Linked DNA regions of Pan troglodytes: region 2 is linked to region 1. Evidence: chromatin contacts called from public capture Hi-C data. All regions are on one chromosome and are shown on one strand. Each heading gives the region's core, a stretch centred on a gene start, on an enhancer-like site or on the middle of the called end of the contact. The rest is flanking DNA. Distances are from core to core; before and after follow the strand shown.

Region 1 (3,616 bases), core at 140-2,639:
AGTTCAGTGGGCCCACTGCAACCTCCGCCTCCCGGGTTCAAGTGCTTCTCCTGCCTCAGCCTCCCAAGTAGCTGACACTACAGGAGGCTGCCACCACGCCCGGCTAATTTTTGTATTTTTAGTAGAGATGGGGTTTTACCATGTTGGCCAGGCTGGTCTCAAACTCCTGACCTCAGGTGATCTGCCCACCTCGGCCTCCCAGAGTGCTGGGATTACAGGCGTGAGTCACTGCGCCTGGCCGGCCGGTTCTCCTCATTTTACAGATGAGGAAATGGAGTCTTACACGGTAAGTCAAAGCCACTAAGTAATGGAGCTATGCCTCGAATCTGGGCCTGGCTGATATCTGAGTCCTGATTCTTAACCTTCATTCTAGACTCATTCATTCAGTGTGACATCTATAGGATTTGTCGACACAATTAATGGGTGAATAAAATAACTTCAGGCTGGGCGCACTGGCTTATGCCTGTAATCCCAGTACTTTGGGAGGCTGAGGTGGGAGGATCACTTGAGCCCAGGAGTTTGAGACCAGCCTGGGTAGGTGAGACCCCCCTGTCTCTATAAAAATTTAATAAATTAGTCAGGAATGGTGGTGCATGCCTATAGTTCCAGCTACCCTGGAGGCTGAGGCAGGAGGATCGCTTGAGCCCAGGAAATAGAGGCTGTAGTGAGCCATGATTGTGTCACTGCACTCCTGCCTGGGTGACAGAGTAAGATCCTGTCTGAAAAACAAAACAAAACAAAACAAAAAAAACCAACTTTGTACCTAGCAAATTCCTCTTTTCATGTCCTTGACCCCAGGGGCCCTTACACTGTGAGCCCCTGGGGACAGTGACTGGGTCTTCCTCCCCTCACTCCCACCCCCATGCACACACAGGGTCCGCCCAAGGCTGTGCTCCCTGCACAATTTTTTTTTTGAGATGGAGTCTCGCTCTGTCGCCAGGCTGGAGTGCAATGGTGCAATCTCACCTCACTGCAACCTGTGCCTCCCGGGTTCAAGCAATTCTCCTGCCTCAGCCTCCCAAGTAGCTGGGACTACAGGTGTGCACCACCACACCTAGCTACTTTTTGTATTTTTAGTAGAGATGGGGTTTCACTATGTTGGCCAGGCTGGTCTTGAACTCCTGACCTCAGGTGATCCACCCACCTCAGCCTCCCAAAGTGCTGAGATTACAGGCATGAGCCACTGTGCCCAGCCCGCTCCCTGCACATTTGATGGATTCCAGGGGACTCTGTGAACACTGACCCCTCTTCAAATCCTGCCCACAGCTTGTCAAATGGGGCCTCAGCGCAGAAGGCCAGCAGGGCCCTTATCAGTCAGCCCCACATGTGTCTGAGAGCCCACAGCAGGCAGCCCATTCTATGCCAAGCCCCTCACGAGCCCCGTTATCAAGGGACACATTCCAGCCCAGGCCTCCCTTGTAAGGAGGGGAAGAGAAAGCCTGCCGCTTTCCGGCCAAGTGGGGAGGGGGCGCAGGGGCAGGAAGAGGATTATCACAGCAGGAAGGCCAGCTGCTGGACTTGTTTCTTCAGGCAGCTTGAGAAAACACCACTGGGCTGGCTTGGCCGCCCTCAGGCCTAGAATGTGACCCTTCTCAGGAGGGGACCCCCTCCCCGCACTGCTGGGGTGAGGGTAGGTGGGGACAGGGACAACTGGTTCTTAGGAAGCCAAGAGAGCTTGTGTTTGCTCCCAGGAGCCTGGATGTGACTGGTGAAGGTGGCTGGGGGTTTAGCCAGAGGCTGGAGGATTCTTCTGGGGAGGGTCTCAAAGCACCTTCCCCCGTGTGGCCTGCTCTCCCCAGGCTCAGCCAGCACCTGCCATGGGGGAGGGCTCCAGCTGGTGAAGGAATAAACGAGCCAGAATGCAGGCCTGAAGGCTCAGGTTTTCTTTTTTTTTTGAGATGGAGTCTTGCTCTGTCACCAGGCTGGGGTGCAGTGGTGCGATCTCAGCTCACTGCAACCTCCGCCTCCTGGGTTCAAGCGATTCTCCTGCCTCAGCCTTCCGAGTAGCTGGGACTATAGGCGCGTGCCACCATGCTCAGCTAATTTTTGTATTTTTAGTAGAGACAGGGTTTCACCATGTTGGCCAGGATGGTCTCGATCTCCTGACCTCGTGATCCACCCGCCTCGGCCTCCCAAAGTGCTGAGATTACAGGTGTGAGCCACTGCACAGCCTGGGTTTTCTTATTTTGTAGAAAATCCATTTCCCTCGTGCAATACTTGATGAGTCAGGCTTGATAGTGGGTAGTTGAGGATTTGGAGACACAAATCAGGTGGCTGGATTGGATGTTGGAAAAGTCAGTAAGCCTTGCTGAGTCTCAGTTTTCTCATCCTTAATGATAGATATTGGAAGCTCTTTCTTCATGTGGCAGTGTGTGTAAAGGGCTTAGTATAGAGCTGGCCCTGGTGGGTACTGCTGAAACTCTCTCTGTGGGCCACATACGCGCGCACGCACACACACACACACTCACACTCACACATACACACACTTAGCACTAATTAAACAGCAGGTGGCCAGGCATGGTGCCTCATGCCTGTAATCCCAGCACTTTGGGAGGCCGAGGTGGGCGGATTGCTTGAGCTCAGGAGTTCGAGACCTTCCCTGAAAACCCCATCTCTACCAAAAATACAAAAAATTAGCCAGGCACGGTGGCGCATGTCTGTGGTCCCAGCTACTCGGGAGGCTGAGGTTGGAGGATCACTTGAGCTCAGGAGATGGAGGTTGCAGTGAGCCGAGATTGCATCATTGCACTCCAGCCTGGGTGACACAGTGAGACCCTATCTCAATAAATAAGTAAATGAATAAACAGCAGGCATAGCCAGTCTCTTTACACGGATAAGCACACTCAATCCTCATCAGCACTCTGAGAACAAGATACAGTTGTTATTCCCATGGTACAGATGAAGAAACCGAGGCTTAGATGAATGAAATCACTTGTCTAGGGTCACACCAGCCTAAGCAGAAGAACAGGGTTGGATCCCAGGCTGTTTGACCTCAACATGTGCATTCTTGGTGCCACATTTTCATGCCTTCAAATGGATTCATGAACCACTCACGGCCAAGGCAAGATGCAAAGAGCAGCCTGTGCCATGCTCTCCAAGGTCCCCTTGATCACAGAGGAGCTTGCCAGACCCTGTGTAGACTCCACTTCCCTTTGCACAAACCCTCGAGTCTGGGGCCTTGTCTTTCCAGCCGTTGGTAAACCAGAAGCAGCAGACGGGGAAGGTGGTGCCGGCTCAGCCCAGCGAGGCACGCAGAGGCCACAGCACCACATACTCCTGAGGGTCTGGGAGCAAGGCTGGTGCAGGGAGGCTTTTGAGGGGGACCAGGAGGACTCTAGAAACAAAGCCAGCCACTCCCCTCAGCTTGGGGGGAAACAGCTCCCGACACATCACCAGCCCCTAAGGTGTCACGGCAGAGTCACCCAACAGTGAGAAGCCTGGGAAACAGCAGAGGGGCACCGGCTTTGAGTTGCACATGAGTGGCTCAGATTTCAGTGCTTCAGGGGCCTCAGCTTTTGAGTCATGACTGTGGGAGCCCTGAGGGACACACCTGCTCCCTCCACCTGACCCTGGATGAGCATATTTTTTGAAGCATTGTTGGTCTTACGCAAAGAAG
Region 2 (3,326 bases), core at 696-3,195, 150 kb after region 1:
AGCCATTAGGGAAATGCAAATCAAAACCACTGATAGTGTGAGATACCATTTTATACCACTAGGATGACTATAGCCAAAAAGATAGTCAATAATGAGTGTTGGTGAGGATGTGGAGAAGCTGGAACCCCCATACATTGCTGTTGGGAATAAAAAATGGTGCAGCACCTCTGTAAACCAGTTTGAGCTATGTGATCCAGCGATTCCACTCCTACATACATACCCAAAAGAACTGAAAGTAGGGACTCAAACAGACACTGTCCACCAACAGTCTTCCCTGACCTACTCCCCCAGCATTCTTCCTCTTGTTCCCTCTACTCTCGTCACCAGAGGTCCCCCCTGGCTCGCTCTTCAACTTGTAGACACGCTCCTGCTACAGGCCCTGTGCTTGGAGCTTTCTTCCGAGATATTAATGAGACCTGCTGTGTGGCCTTTCTCTCTTCATTCAAAGGCCACCTTCCCGAGGAGGCCTTCCCTGGCCACCCTATTTAAAATTATAACCCATGTTCAGACAATACTCTCTAACCTTTCCCCCACTTTAATTTTCTCCATCACACCATATCACCATCTAATATATTACATATTTTACTTATTTATTTTGATTATTGTTTGTCTCTCCAAACAATCAGTCTGTTAGTTTTTTTGGTCTATTTTGTTAACAACAAAACAGGTAGTTTATCTCCAGCACCTAAGAATACTGTGTGGCATACAACAAATGCTCATTAAGTATTTGTTGAAAGAATGAATAAATGAATGAATGCACACCAAAATAAGTGTTTGTGTAATTGGCAGTTTCCCGGCTGTCTTCTTGTTTGGTTTGTCTTATTCAACTACCCTATCTCTAGTACCCAGGGCAGTATCATGCTCACAGCAGACGCTGTGTAAGAATCTGCTGAATCAAGCGATGGAGCACTGCAAAGGAATTTGAATAGCTGTGGGTTGGCGCCAGATAAACACTCTTCCAACGAACTGAATGGATGAGGCCAATGAACATAAAGTACACCAATGGCAGAAATATGTAAGCTCATCCTATGATAAATCTTCGGTAGATACCACTGAGAAAAAGCTAACTGCAAAATTAAATACTTAAAATACACTTAGGAAACTACTGTTTAAAAGAATCTGTTCCACGAGAGCTGGCTGAAAATAATTTTAAAAATAAAACATAAAAGAATCTGAAAGCAAGTCATTTTACAATGAACATATTCATCTTTCCTGGGGAGGGGTGGCAGTAAATACCAATTTTCACTTTTCAATTTATGTTTGGAGTAGAGTTTACCTATTATTCAATAAATGATTATTGAAAGGAATGCTTCTACATTTCAGGCACCATGCTGGGCATACACATGAAATAATTATACCAGAGTCCAATTCTGTGGAGAATGGAACAGAAAGTTTCTTCAAGATTTCTTAAGTTGTCTGAGATTTTTCTTGTCAGAAAGAGTAGACTCAAAATTACTCCTTGAACAAACCCTTCATCAAAGATCAGCTCAGGTGAACCATTTAGGGAAATGAAGCTTGAGAGAAGGAGAAGTGGAATCTCCAAAAGGTGCTTCTCATACATGGTTAGCACCTAATATAGCTCAGAAATACCAGACAATACTTCCTGTACCATACGCTGAATTTTCCCATCTTATGTAACATTCTGCCTTTCCGTGGCTTTTCCTTGCCTTCCCTATGCTGGGAATCTGGCTACAATTCCCAAACTCTAATGCATAGTTCTTTCCCTTGAAAAGCTTGCAACAACCACAAATACCGTCTTGGTCTAAACAGCATACCAAGGCTCCGAGGTCACTACAAAATAGTAATAGAGAAGGCTTGTTTTTTGGCTGTTAGTATAGCCCTGAGATAACTAAAAATTCCTCAAACAAGCAGTGTTGATAAACAGAACATGGAAAAAAAGAGGCCAGCGGACCAGTGAGGCAGGGCCACTTGAGAGAGGGAAAACAGAACCGTGGGCAGATCTGCTCTGTGCAATGGCAGAGGGTGGGCACGCTGTGGAGAACCACAAGGTCTATGGCTGCCCTTCTTGCTGCTAGACTAATCATGGGTACCAGACACTAACTCCCTGAAATCTGATACTAGTCCTCAAGATCCCCATGTTCCAAGTGAGGAAATGTCCCTCAACTCTTCCCTTTGCCACAGGGGATGGTGGTTGGTCTAAAGGGATCACAGTCACGAAATATGCAGGGCAAAGCAGGGCACAGGCATGTTCTGTGAACCTGCCCAGGGCAGCGGGAGGGAGTCAGCACCCTGAATTCTGAACACAGATGAGGACTAAAGACAAATGAGCTAGGCTGGGCACAGTGGCTCCTGCCTATAATCACAGCACTTTGTGAGGATGAGGTGAGAGGATCACTTGAGCCCAGAAATTTGAGACCAGCCTGGGGTGACATGGCAAAAACTCCATCTCTACAAAAAATTAAAAAATTAGCTGGGTGTGGTGTCATGTGCCTGTAGTCCCAGCAGCTACTTGGGAGGCAGATATGGGAGCATGGCTTGGGCCCAGAAGGTTAAGGCTACAGTGTGCCATGATCGTACCGCACTCTGCACTCCAGTCTGGGCAAGAGTGAGACCTTGTCTAAAACAAAACAAAACAAAACAAAACAACAACAACAACAAAACCACCACCACCACCAAAAAAACAAGTGAGCTCCACCAGCAACAATCCAGCCCTCAAACATGGCATGGCAGAGAAGCTAAAGTCTCCAAACAGAGCTGCTGTCTTTTATACAAAAGCAAAAGAAATGGGAAGAACAGAAATGCCTGGAGAAGGGAAGTGAGGGAGGAGAGTGTCACCCTTGAGATTACAGTTTCCAGAATCAAGTCTGCATGAGACCCAAAGCATCAACTCTGGAACCCCTAGGGCATTTAAAAAAAAAAAAAAAATCAACCTGCACACCTAATGTGTACCACACAGAGACTTACACATGGCAAACAGAAACTGAGCATACAGCATCAAGACAAACTTTAAAAGTTTGTGAGGCAACTGTCACTGGCCAGTTAAAAAGGACAATCTCCTGAAAATGCATTGTGTAGGCAGGCTTAGCCGCCACCCCCCTTATAACCTAAGGTGGTGCAGGAAAACCAGACTGTGACAGTGGCACTGCTGCTCCCTGCAGGCAGTCCACCGCTACTACAGAAGCAGCCAGGGGCTGAAACACACTGCAGTCAGAACATACCCCATGGCTGTAGAAGGGGTTGCAGGGTTATTCTTCAATTCCTGCACATTTACCACTTGAGGGACATTCTTCAACGTTGATTCAGTCAAAGTGTTTACAGCTAATTTAAACAGAGAAGAGAGAACACCATATTAATTCCAGCAAAGG

The links. Capture Hi-C pulls out chosen DNA fragments and counts their contacts.
Region 2: a capture Hi-C map of stem cell-derived neural stem cells shows a contact between it and region 1, with 4 times the contacts expected there. The contact joins two enhancer-like sites. A contact is called at or near these places in 5 of 7 Hi-C or Micro-C datasets (blood, induced pluripotent stem cells, a lymphoblastoid cell line and 1 more) and 1 of 1 other capture datasets (stem cell-derived neural stem cells).

What each region holds. Positions count from the first base shown.
Region 1 is chr11:7,123,057-7,126,672 of NHGRI_mPanTro3-v2.0_pri, forward strand. No RefSeq gene overlaps it. Among named protein-coding and RNA genes, the nearest start is that of PRRC2B, 41 kb to the left of the region's middle. Within about 2 kb of position 1,390, at least 3 of the 24 cell types and tissues checked have an H3K27ac peak or open chromatin away from gene starts, as enhancers often do. A contact at or near this core is called in stem cell-derived neural stem cells, where this site is marked.
Region 2 is chr11:7,274,541-7,277,866 of NHGRI_mPanTro3-v2.0_pri, forward strand. NUP214 (nucleoporin 214) reads right to left here. Exons shown (of 34, transcript XM_063788165.1): 24 at 3,180-3,279. Among named protein-coding and RNA genes, the nearest start is that of NUP214, 54 kb to the right of the region's middle. Within about 2 kb of position 1,946, at least 1 of the 24 cell types and tissues checked has an H3K27ac peak or open chromatin away from gene starts, as enhancers often do. A contact at or near this core is called in stem cell-derived neural stem cells, where this site is marked.